2 separate regions of the Hordeum vulgare genome follow, and region 2 is linked to region 1. A link is a contact called in public Hi-C data. All regions are on one chromosome and are shown on one strand. Each heading gives the region's core, a stretch centred on a gene start, on an enhancer-like site or on the middle of the called end of the contact. The rest is flanking DNA. Distances are from core to core; before and after follow the strand shown.

Evidence for each region. A called contact is a pair of places that touch in the nucleus more often than the background predicts.
Region 2: a Hi-C map of seedling shows a contact between it and region 1, with 5 times the contacts expected there. The contact joins the promoter of LOC123401666 here to the promoter of LOC123401878 in region 1. A contact is called at or near these places in 2 of 6 Hi-C or Micro-C datasets (leaf and seedling) and 1 of 1 datasets of contacts at active chromatin or transcription factors (embryo).

What each region holds. Positions count from the first base shown.
Region 1 is chr6H:310,671,618-310,677,285 of MorexV3_pseudomolecules_assembly, forward strand. It overlaps LOC123401878, which reads right to left and starts at 1,555. Exons shown (of 1, transcript XM_045095733.1): 1 at 508-1,555. The coding sequence starts at 1,193. The coding sequence ends at 798.
Region 2 is chr6H:311,060,973-311,066,807 of MorexV3_pseudomolecules_assembly, forward strand. LOC123401666 (probable bifunctional riboflavin biosynthesis protein RIBA 2, chloroplastic) reads left to right here and starts at 2,841. Exons shown (of 8, transcript XM_045095510.1): 1 at 2,841-3,034; 2 at 3,225-3,313; 3 at 3,708-4,104; 4 at 4,217-4,438; 5 at 4,945-5,267; 6 at 5,496-5,625; 7 at 5,736-5,835. The coding sequence starts at 3,261.

The sequences.
Region 1 (5,668 bases), core at 305-2,804:
TAATAAAGAGTTACTAAAGTGGCTTTCATAAACATTTAGCCGTTTTAATTTAAATTTGAACTTCTATATAAGTGAATAGTGGACCTCTCTATCCATCACCATGAAGTACATGAAGGAACTTGTCGGGAATTAGCACAAACACATACTGTGCACACGCCATGGACATCCAGTGATAAATTATGCATCAAAATGCACATCAAAAAAAAGAAGAAAACGCACCAGGGTCACAAATTTGAAGCTCCAGGAGACATCACGACCAAGTGCACAACATACTAGATCTCCACGGGCTCTGGGCGCAACTTTCTTCTAGATTGCAAGTCGTTCAGCGCTAATTATCCAGCGCCATTGGCCATGGGTATCCAGTGGCAACTACTCTACAGTGGCACAATCAAGAAGTATTTTTGTACAATGCAAATTATCATGCCTGTTAAGGCAGTTGCTTACAGGCCCTCCCTATCGACCATTCTGTTTTCAAACTGCACTGAACTTTGTTAGGACTCAAATATATTTTCCCCTAGATCACGTTGAACTCCATTTCTTATTCTTTCCGAACTTGCAAGAAGATACTACTTTTGCCCACATATATATGGAAATTAATGGTGCCACAGAAAGGGCAGAACCCAAAAGCCTGGACTAAAATTCAGTACTGTTGAACATATCCCTGATCTGAAAATGGCTCATACTATCAACACATAGCGACCTGAACTTCTGATTGTTGGGAAATCATTTGCTGAACTTTTTAGTAATCAGTAGCACAAATCGTATTTTAGACGAAGCAGCACATGAGTTCAGTTAGTTTATCTGAACTTTTCCAAATACAACGAGCCAAGAGCAGACGAACGGACGAGCGGCCGCTCGCTGCTATCACAACGGGGAGGGAAGTAGCCACACTGTCGTGAGTGGTAGCCGACGACGCATAATGGAAGCTTGGCACTGGAAAGGTAGGTCGAGGCGGTGTGCTGGAAGCTCCATGCGGTGGCAGTGTATTTGGTGACAGAGGGCGGAGGTGCGTGGCGAGCCAGGTACGACTCGGCCGCTCCATGGATGAACCTTCCTTCGAGAAGGTCAAGGTGGCCCCCGTGAGAAGGTCGATGTGGCCGGCCAGGACAGCGTGGGGTGGGGATCCTGGCCAGCGGGGTGACGAAGAAGGGCATGCGTGGATAAGACCCACTTGGACAGGAGAGCTCCACCATTACGCAGGCTCGGGAGGGTCCTCTCCAGGGCAGCGGCAAGAGGAGGAACGCGGGAGTTTGTCGGGGCTAGCTTCGCCGGTGGGATCCGGTGGGATCCGGTAGGATGTGGAGGTGCCTGGTGTTTCTGGTGGGCGGCCGCGGAAGAGGTTGTCGGTGGCGGCGGCCGCGGATTTCCGGTGGGCAACGACGACAGATGGAGGTGTGTCGGAGCCGGGGTGACGGAGGCGCGTCGTGGTACGGATGGTCGGCGGCGGAGGTGCTTAGGTGCCGGCGTAGGTGGCGGCGGGAAGGGGCCGAGGGGGCGGCGGCGGGAGGCCCGCCGAAGCCAGGGAGACAGCGACGGGAGGTTGCTCGGGGAGGATCAGGATGCGGGATAAGGTGAGCGCCGAGAGTGGATTAGAGCAAATCTAGCCCATCCCGCATACTCGAGCCGCAAAATAACCCTCAAAATGTGGGTACGGACCGAAAAACCTGTTCAACCAGACCCCGTATTTCGTCCCGGTCCGCAAAAATTTTTATGGGACGCGGCAAATTCCCGACACCAATCCAGAAAAACGCTGGTTTCCCCCTTGCGGCTGCGGTGCCCTGCATCACAGAAAATCAATTGGCGGGAGGGACATTTCAGCCCGCGCTCTTTTTCCCCTCCTTCCGTCGTCGTCCGCCCTTGCTTCCGCCCGCCCGCCGCCGGCGATTCCGGCCATATCTGTAGGCGAGCCGCTGCACCGCCCCTCCGGATCCGGCGAGAAGAGCCCCCCTGCCGCCGCTGCCACCGGGGATCGACCATCGTCGAGCGCACCCCCTTGTCGCCGTCCGAGATCACCCGCCACCGGTTAGTTCATTTTTTGTGATTTTTGCGAGCTGTGCGAGAAGATGGAGTTGGCCCCGTGCGAGAAGTTCTTACTATCCGATTCGTCCGATTCGGACGACTCGGATGTTGAGACCATGCTTGCGAACTTTCGGCAACAAGCATTACTCATGGCGCTTGTCGTGAAGAAGCATGAAGACGAGCACCGGAAGAGGAGGCGAGGATCGACTGTCGGGCGTTTGTGCATTCCTCGGAATCGCCATCTTGGGAACGAGATGTTGATGCAAGACTATTTCACGGAGAATCCTACATATCCTCCGCACCTCTTCCGGAGAAGGTACCGAATACGCCGATCCCTCTTTGTGAAACTTGTTCAAGCTTGCGAGGCAAATTGCCGGTATTTTACTCAAAGAAGGAATGCCGCGGGCTTAAAGGGATTTAGTGCATATCAAAAAATCTCCGCAGCTATGCGGGTGATTGCATATGGCGTTCCGGCTGACTATGCCGATGAGTATCTTCGCATTGGTGACGATAGCACAATTGATTCTATGCGTAGATTTGCGAAAGTGATCATCCGTGTCTTCGGTCCTGAGTATCTTCGGGCACCCAATGAAGATGACACAAATAAATTGATGGCATCTAATGAGAGGAAAGGTTGGCCTGGCATGCTAGGTAGCATTGATTGTATGCATTGAAGTTGGAAAAGTTGCCCCAAGGCTTGGCAAGGAATGTATTGTGGCAAGTCTCGTTGAGCACCATTGGCAAAGGAGATTGAAAATGCAGACACCCACTTTCAACTTCAGGAAGATCTCATTAAGCACCATTGGCAAATGGCTGGACAATGACTTATTTTTGTATTCATTTGTATTTGTATTCATGACAAGTTTTGTATTGCACTATTTAAGTTTTCTACGGTTATTTGAATAATTATTTGTAATGCAGATGATTATTGTATTATGTTTGATTCGAATAATTCAGTTTGTTTTCGATTGTTGAATTATGTTGTATTTGATAGTTGCGGGCTGATAATATGCGGGATGCAGCGGCGCAAAGAGCAGACCCCGCAAAGCCGAGCCGAAAAAAAATATACTCCACGAATATACTTTTTTACGGATCCGTTTGGGAGTCTGCATCTGTGCCAGCCTGAGCCAGCCCGCAAAAGCTGTTTTGCGCGAACTACAAACCCGTTTTGCGGGCCGGCGGGATGTGGGGTCTGCTAGAGTTGCTCTTAGGTGGACGTGGAGCGAGGTAAAGTTTTTTTCTTTTTCGAGAACTTCGGGTGATCGAGAAACACCTCATCGCGTCTATATACGGGCCCATTGGGATCAGAATAACTATTCTGATATATGATCAAAACAGTGTTACCTTATATATTCTGATATAGACCTTTCCCAACACATGATGTTTGTCAACTAGATAATTAATAGGTAGAAATAGTGATAAACATTATTTGACTCTTGGATAAAAGTGAATACATGAAAGTAAAAGATAGTCCCTTCGCAGAGGGAAGCAGAGGTTGTCACACGCCTTTTTATTTTCCCTTACAATAAAAGATCATATATGTTTAGGAGTAATTTTTATTGGTTTATGCATTGATCACAAATTACTTGAAGGATCTTATTCAATACATAGGTATGTATGGTGGATTCTCATGGCAAGAAACTAGGTTTCGGGGTTATGGATGCACAAGTAGTATCTCTACTTAGTGCGAATTTTGGGGCTAGCAAAGGATCTAAAGCAAGCAACACATGTTAGAGGATCCATGACAATATAACTTCTATGTGAATGGAAACAAACATAACCATTATGATGTCTTCCTTGTCCAACATTGATATGTCTCCATTGTATCTACTTTTTCAAACACTTTTGTTGTGGTTTTGACCTCTGATTTGCATGATTTGAATGGAACAAACCCGGACTGATGTTGTTTTTTAGCAGAACTACCTTGGTGTTATTTTTTGTGTAGCAATAGAAGTTCTCGGAATCGGGCAATACTCTTTGTGAATTTTTTCCGACATTTATAAGGATTTATGGATGGCTTATGGGGCTCACGTGGCTCATCTGATCCTAATTCCAGTCCTATAAAATAACACCTTCGGAGAAAAAAATCAAAGAGAATTTTACATCACGTTCCACGAGATGGAGCCGCCGCCACCTCCCGTTCTTCCTCCGGAGGGCTGATCTAGAGTCTGTTTGGGGCTCCAGAGAGGGGGATTCATCACCGTCATCATCACCAACCCTTCTTCGTCAACACCGCCATGATGCTCATCACCGGGAGCGAGTAATTCCTTTGTAGGCTTGCTGGACGGTGGTGGGATTAGATGAGATTGATCATGTAATCGAGTTAAGTTTGATAGGGCTTGATCCCTAGTATCCAATATGTTCTAAGATTGATGTTACTATGACTTTAATATGCTTAATGCTTGTCACTAGGCCCCGAGTTGCATAATTTCAGATCTGAACCTATTATGTTTTCATGAATATTAGAGTGATTTGGATCCTATCTTGCAAGTTGTAGTTACCTATTACGTGTCTTGATCCCCATACCCGAAGAAGACAATAATTGGGATTCTTTCCAATGATTGCCGTAGTTTGAGGAGTTCATGTATTCACCGTGTGTTAATGCTTTGTTCCGGATCTCTATTAAAACGAGGCCTTAATATCCCTTAGTTTGCAATAGGACCCCGCTGCCACGGGAGGGTAGGACAAACGATGTCATGCAAGTTCTCATCGCAAGCACGTATGACTATATACGGAATACATGCCTACATTATATTGATGAATTGGAACTAGTTCTGTGTCGCCCTAGTGTGTAACTGTTATATGATCAATGCCATCTAAATCACTATCCATCACCAGTCCACGTGCCTACGTTTTACATATACTGAATATTGCTAAGTTACTACTGTTGCTGCTACTATCACGCTTGCTACTCGATTGCTACTGTTACTACTGTTACCAAAATTGCTTGTATCATTGTTACTGTTGCAACTATCATTTGTTGTGCTACTAAATCCTTGTTGCACAAAGATATCCCATTTGCGGTTGAATTGACAACTCAAGTGTTACAACCAATAAATATTCTTTGACTCCCCTTGTGTCGAATCAATAAATTAGGGTGAAATACTACCCGTGAAGACTGTCGCAATCCCCTATACTTGTGGGTTATCAAGACCTTTTTCTGGTGTCGTTGTTGGGGAGCATAACTTGATTTATTGTGTTGACTTGAGGATATTCAACTGCCATTATGAAGAATCTGAAAGATAATCAAACTAAGATCATCCCCTCTCGCACGAGAGGAGGTAAGGAACTGCCATCTAGCTCTGCTTTTGATTCACCTATTGTTTTGAACTAGCTTGTTACACCACCCCCTGTTGATCATCCTCATAGTTCACATGAACTTGATGATGCTACTTCTAAAGTTAATCATGATACTATTGCTACACATGTTGAAACTGAAACTGTGCCACTATGTGAATTACTTGATGCTCATATTGCTAGATCTAGCAAACTTGAAAATGCTCAAACTGATGAAGATTTTGAATCACCTATTACACCTCATCCTCCTAATAGATATGAATTACCTTATGTACCTGAAGGTTATGTTATGGATGTTGAGGTAGCTAATGACTTGCTTGCTTGCAATGATAGAGATGATTTGAAAAAGTTA
Region 2 (5,835 bases), core at 1,591-4,090, 390 kb after region 1:
AATATCCACTATATTCTGAGATTGATGTTGCTACTACTTTGCCATGCTTAATGCTTCTCACTAGGGCCCGAGTGCCATGATTTCAGATCTGAACCTATTATGTTGTCGCCAATATATGTGTGTTCTTGATCCTATCTTGCAAGTTGTAGTCACCTACTATGTGTTATGACCCGGCAACCCCGGAGTGACAATAGCCGGAACCACTCCCGGAGATGACCATAGTATGAGGAGTTCATCTATTCACCAAGTGTTAATGCGTTGGTCCGGTTCTTTATTAAAAGGAGAACCTTAATATCCCGTAGTTTCCATTAGGACCCCACTGCCACGGGAGGGATGGACAATAGATGTCATGCAAGTTCTTTTCCCTAAGCACGTATGACTACATACGGAATACATGCCTACATTAGATTGACGAACTGGAGCTAGTTACTTATCTCCCCGTGTTATAATTGTTGCATGATGAATAGCATCCTGCATAATCATCCATCACCGATCCAATGCCTACGAGTCTTTTCCTACTGGTCCTTGCTACGTTACTTTGCTGCTACTATTGTCACTTTGTTGCTACTGCTGTCACTTTGCTGCTACTGGTTATTGGTGCTACTGTTGCTATCATACTACCTTGCTACTGATACTTTGCTGCATATACTAAATCTTTCAGGTGTGGTTGAATTGACAACTCAACTGCTAATACTTGAGAATATTCTTTGGCTTCCCCTTGAGTCGAATCAATAAATTTGGGTTGAATACTCTACCCTCAAAAACTGTTGCGGTCCCCTATACTTGTGGGTTATCACTTGTCTATTTTGGAAATGCACGTAAATTTAACCGTACCTTCTAAAGCGTGACGGAGGTAGTAGCTAGTATCATAACCTTGGGACTAGCAAACATGATGACGTGACACATAATTAAAGAAGAAAGAGAGAGTTAGAGTAACATAAGTAGATATCGTACCATGTTAAATGATATGCTACTTGTGTTATACATGTCAATAAATGAGACCATCTATGCTACTCCCCCGTCACGGTTTAGAAGGCACAATTAAACTTGCGTGCGTTTCCATAATAGACAAGGTTTAAGGCACGAAAGCAATTACTCCTATTAATTAGTACTAGTACTACTCATGCATGCGCCCTTCCAATTTGCTGATCACACAATAGTACTAGTATTTTTTCAGTTGATTAGGCGCATTAACATTTACACCTGCTACATCTCACAACCAATCGATGACTACCTCGGTTCCAGAGATTTTGCAAGCGTGCCTTCTAAACCGTGACGGAGGGAGTACTAGTTTATGATACTATGCATTATGAAGATAGTATCATAATATGATACTAGTATATGATATTCCTCATTATGAGTAGCCATAATATGATACCACATCCTTTCTTTCCTCATTCAATGGTGTGCCACATCATCAAATAAAAATAGTAAACATGCATGATACTGCTCATGACACTCTTATTATAACCAGCCTCATAATATGAGTAACTAGCTAAGTTTTTTTTCCATTAATTAGTTGTCATATTATATTATTTTTAGATGACATTTAATATTGTTACCTACTCCCTTCGTACCTAAATATAAGTCTCTTAAGATATTTCATTAGGTGTCTACATACGAAGCAAAATGAGTGAATCTATACTCTAAAGTATGTCTATATACATCCGTATGTGGTCCATTAGGGAAATTCCTGGAAAGACTTAGGCCCTGTTTGGTTTCAATAAGTCAGGTGACTTATAACCAGTGACTTATAAGTCACGCATGTTTGGTTGTCATCTGACCTATAAGTCATCTTTCCATGTAAAAGTGGGTGACTTATAAGTTTTAAGTTGGGGTGGAGCAACTTAGGCCCTGTTTGGTTCCAAATAAGTCACCAACTTATAAGTTAAAAAGTGCAAAAAGTGACTTATTTTGCCAAACAGGCCCAACTTATAAGTCACCCCAACTTATAAGTCATAAGTTGCTCCACCCGAACTTAAAACTTATAAGTCACCCACTTTTAGGTGGGTCCCACCACTTTTTCAGCATCAGGTCCCATCCCGAGCTCACCACGCACCCCAGGACTCGCCCACCGCGCACCCCATCCCTCCCCACCGCGCACCCCAGGTCTCGCCGCCGCCGCCCTCCATCGCGAGCTCGCCCCCGCCGGAATCCTTCCGATCCAGCACGCCGCCGCCCGGATCCGCTCGCCTCCGCCTGGATCCGCTCGCCTCCTCCGCTCGCCGCCCGGTCTCCACCATGGCCGGTAGGAGCTTCGCCGCCCGGCGACTGGAGGCCTGGGCGCGGCGACTGGAGCCCTGGGCGCGGCGACTGGATGCCTGGGCGCGGCGACTAGAGGCCCGAGGCGGCGGCGTTTCCTGCCCTGTCGGCGTTCTGCAGTCCCAGGAGGCCCCTCCCCGTCGACGCAGCGGCAAGCATGTGGTGGCCACGACTGGAAGCGAAGAATGGCAGAAAAAACAGGATGGAAAGGTGTGGTCAGGTGACTTATAAGTCAAGTGACAACCAAACAGGCGTGACTTATAAGTCACTGGTTTTAAGTCACGTAACTTATTGGAACCAAACAGGGTCTTATGGCTTATAAGTTGGGGTGACTTATAAGTTGGGTCTGTTTGGCAAAATAATTCACTTTTTACATTTTTTAATTTATAAGTTGATGACTTATTTGAAACCAAACATGACCTTATATTTAGGAACGGACGGAGTATCTACTTTCAGTGCCGATAGCGAAGGCGAAGTCACCTCTCACGTCACAGAGGATCGGCTCCAGCCAACCCGCCCAAGGCTCGAGGCGGCTAATGCGAACCTGCCGCGTTGGTGGCTGCACCTGCACGTTATAAATCACGCACCCTGTCTCTCCCCTCTTCCCCAGTCTCTCTCTACCCACACCAACCCCATCCCTAATCAACTCACCCAACCACGACCAGAAACTCAAATCGAATACCGAGAAGGAAATCGAATCGAAGCTCTCTTTTCCCTCCTCCTACTACCTGTTCGCCGCCGTCGGAGACCTCGGCCGATAAGCCTCCAACGGGTAAGAGCCATCACCGCCCCTGATTTCGTTCCAGCACCTTGGAGGCTGCAGGGCTCGAGATCGAAGCGCGAAGAATCGCTGATTTGTCGTTTTCAGATCTCGCGCGTCTTTTAGACCGGAATTTGAATATTTTGGTTCTAGATGTTGACGTACGGTCGCTGATTTGGCGCTCTCCGTGGTTGATTAGCAGATTGATTGAGTCCTTGTGTTGGAGGGGAGCATCGGCATGGCTTCGATTGCGCCGCCGTCTTCCTCCGTCGCAGCACTTCGCCGCCAACCGTAAGCTCTCCGCCTACGCAGCCCCTTACCACCCTCTGCTCGTCTTGCGCTGGCCACACCTCTTGATTGCTTTGCTTTGCTTTGTTGGTACTGTGCACATAGGAATCGACGCTTTTTGTAGTACGTTTCAACGATAGCTCCCACCAATGTTCTACTGGTTTTTTGTCAGCGTCTCTTTAGTGTAGAAGTGATGAACAGTTAAGTAACTCTGTTGTAAGATGACAAGAATAATGCCCCGTTTCAAGACATGAAAATAAAATAATAACCTTCACAGCTCTAGAACTGAACTAGAGAGGCATGACCATAACTTTTTGAAGTTGTCTTTTAAACCTAATTGATTGAATGAGTGAGACTGATTTGCAGGGTTTTTTTCCACCTGTTTGTACGAATGCAGGGTGCAGTTCTTGAGAGGTAGTGACGTTTCCAAGCAGGCAAAGGGATCAGTCTCTTATTCTTTTCTCACAAATTCGAGAAATGCCAACATAAAGTCGGTGGGCTTGAAGGTAGCAGTATCCTTAAAAAAGAGTAGTGGATTTCCAGCTGATTGTAGCTCGGAAAATGATGACATGCTGTTGCTAAAGAGCACTTCTGTGCGAGCCCAGGACCATCCAACCACAAACTCTGTTATTCCTGTGGATTCCGTTGTTGCAGCAGAAATCATATCTACTGATCTGTCATGTGTCGTGGACACACTGTCAAATGAAGAAGACGATGCTGAACTTGATCTGGATAGCCCTACCGAGGGCTTCTCATCTATTTCAGAGGCTATTGAGGACATTCGACAAGGAAAAGTTAGTATGCCTTGCAATTCTTTGTTTGATGGCTTATTTGTTATTGTTGATCTTTCTAACAAGTTCTGTTACTGCTACATGGTATTTTCCTGACACTGGATGCCTCTTGTAGCTTGTGATTGTCGTTGATGACGAATCAAGAGAAAATGAAGGTGATCTTATATTGGCTGCTTCTTTGGTTACCCCAGAGGCTATGGCTTTCATAGTAAGGCATAGCACAGGAATTGTATGTGTTAGCATGAAAGAAGATGACCTGGAAAGATTGAACCTTCCTTTGATGGTTTCAACAAAGGAGAATGAGGAGAAGCTATGCACTGCTTTCACCATTACTGTGGTATGCTACTATTGTTATTCATATTGAAGCATTATATTATGTAGTTATGGTGTTATATGGGCAACAATTTCTCTGTTGTTTGTCAAAAGTATGGATATGGCATGCTTGTTCTCTCTACCATTTCTTTTCCTCTTCAGAAGCAGAAATGCACAGATATGGAGGTCTGTGGTACAAGCACAGATCAGTTTGACGAGCTCAACTTTTTGGCACCTTTCGGTGTGTCGGTGCTGTCGTTGCAAAATTGTCCTTCCCTGTTATCCTCCTCCTTTTTCTTGGAGTCTTATAGACCAAATACTGTCTGATCTATATCATATGCAACTTCTAACCAAAAGTCTAAAACAGTTTTTTATCTTATTAATTTTCTAAACTGATGAAACACATATAGCTTACTAATTTTGTCATTTCATACTGGAAAATAAATCAAACTAGGTGTTAGTTGTTCCCAACAAACATCTTTGTGATATAAATTTTCTATTAAGGTACAATTTATCTACTTTGATGTGTAGGATGCTAAAGAAGGCACAACGACTGGGGTATCTGCAAAGGATAGGGCAAAGACAGTCATGACTCTTGCATCTCCTCACTCAAAGCCTGAAGATTTCAATCGGCCAGGCCATATTTTTCCTCTGAAGTACAGAGATGGGGGTGTTCTCAAACGAGCTGGACACACTGAAGCATCTGTTGATCTTGCTGTGCTGGCTGGGCTACCTCCTGTCGGAGTACTCTGTGAGATTGTGGATGAGGATGGATCCATGGCTCGCTTACCCAAGCTGCGCGTGTTTGCTGAAAAGGAAAATTTGAAGATTGTATCGATTGCTGATTTGATTAGGTAAGTAACTCTCAGCCCTGACCAAGTCCTTATGCTTCCTTTATTGGCCTTGAGGGTTTTTGTTACTTGCCATATAGGGCAATAGGTTACTAATAATTCCTATAACACTTAACAAACGATTTGGCATTTTTGATAGGATATAAATACTATTTTTTTCATTGTCCTCTTTGTTCTTGTTATGATTATTATGAAATACTTGTTGGCACGCTCACAGAAATTCTTTTACAGATATAGGAGAAAAAGAGACAGGCTAATTGAACGTGCATCTGTTGCACGCTTACCTTTGAGATGGGGCAATGTCCATGCTTACTGCTACAGATCTGTTATTGATGGGATCGAGCATATCGCAATGGTGAAAGTAAGATACTAAAGACTTATAATGCTTCTGTAGGACGTAACTGTTGGATCTGGTGGTTTATTTCCCTCCTAAAACCTGATTTTATTCTTGTCTTATTCAACAACCAACAGGGTGAGATTGGAGATGGTCAAGATATTCTTGTGAGGGTCCATTCCGAGTGCCTCACAGGAGACATTTTTGGATCAGCAAGATGTGATTGTGGTGACCAGC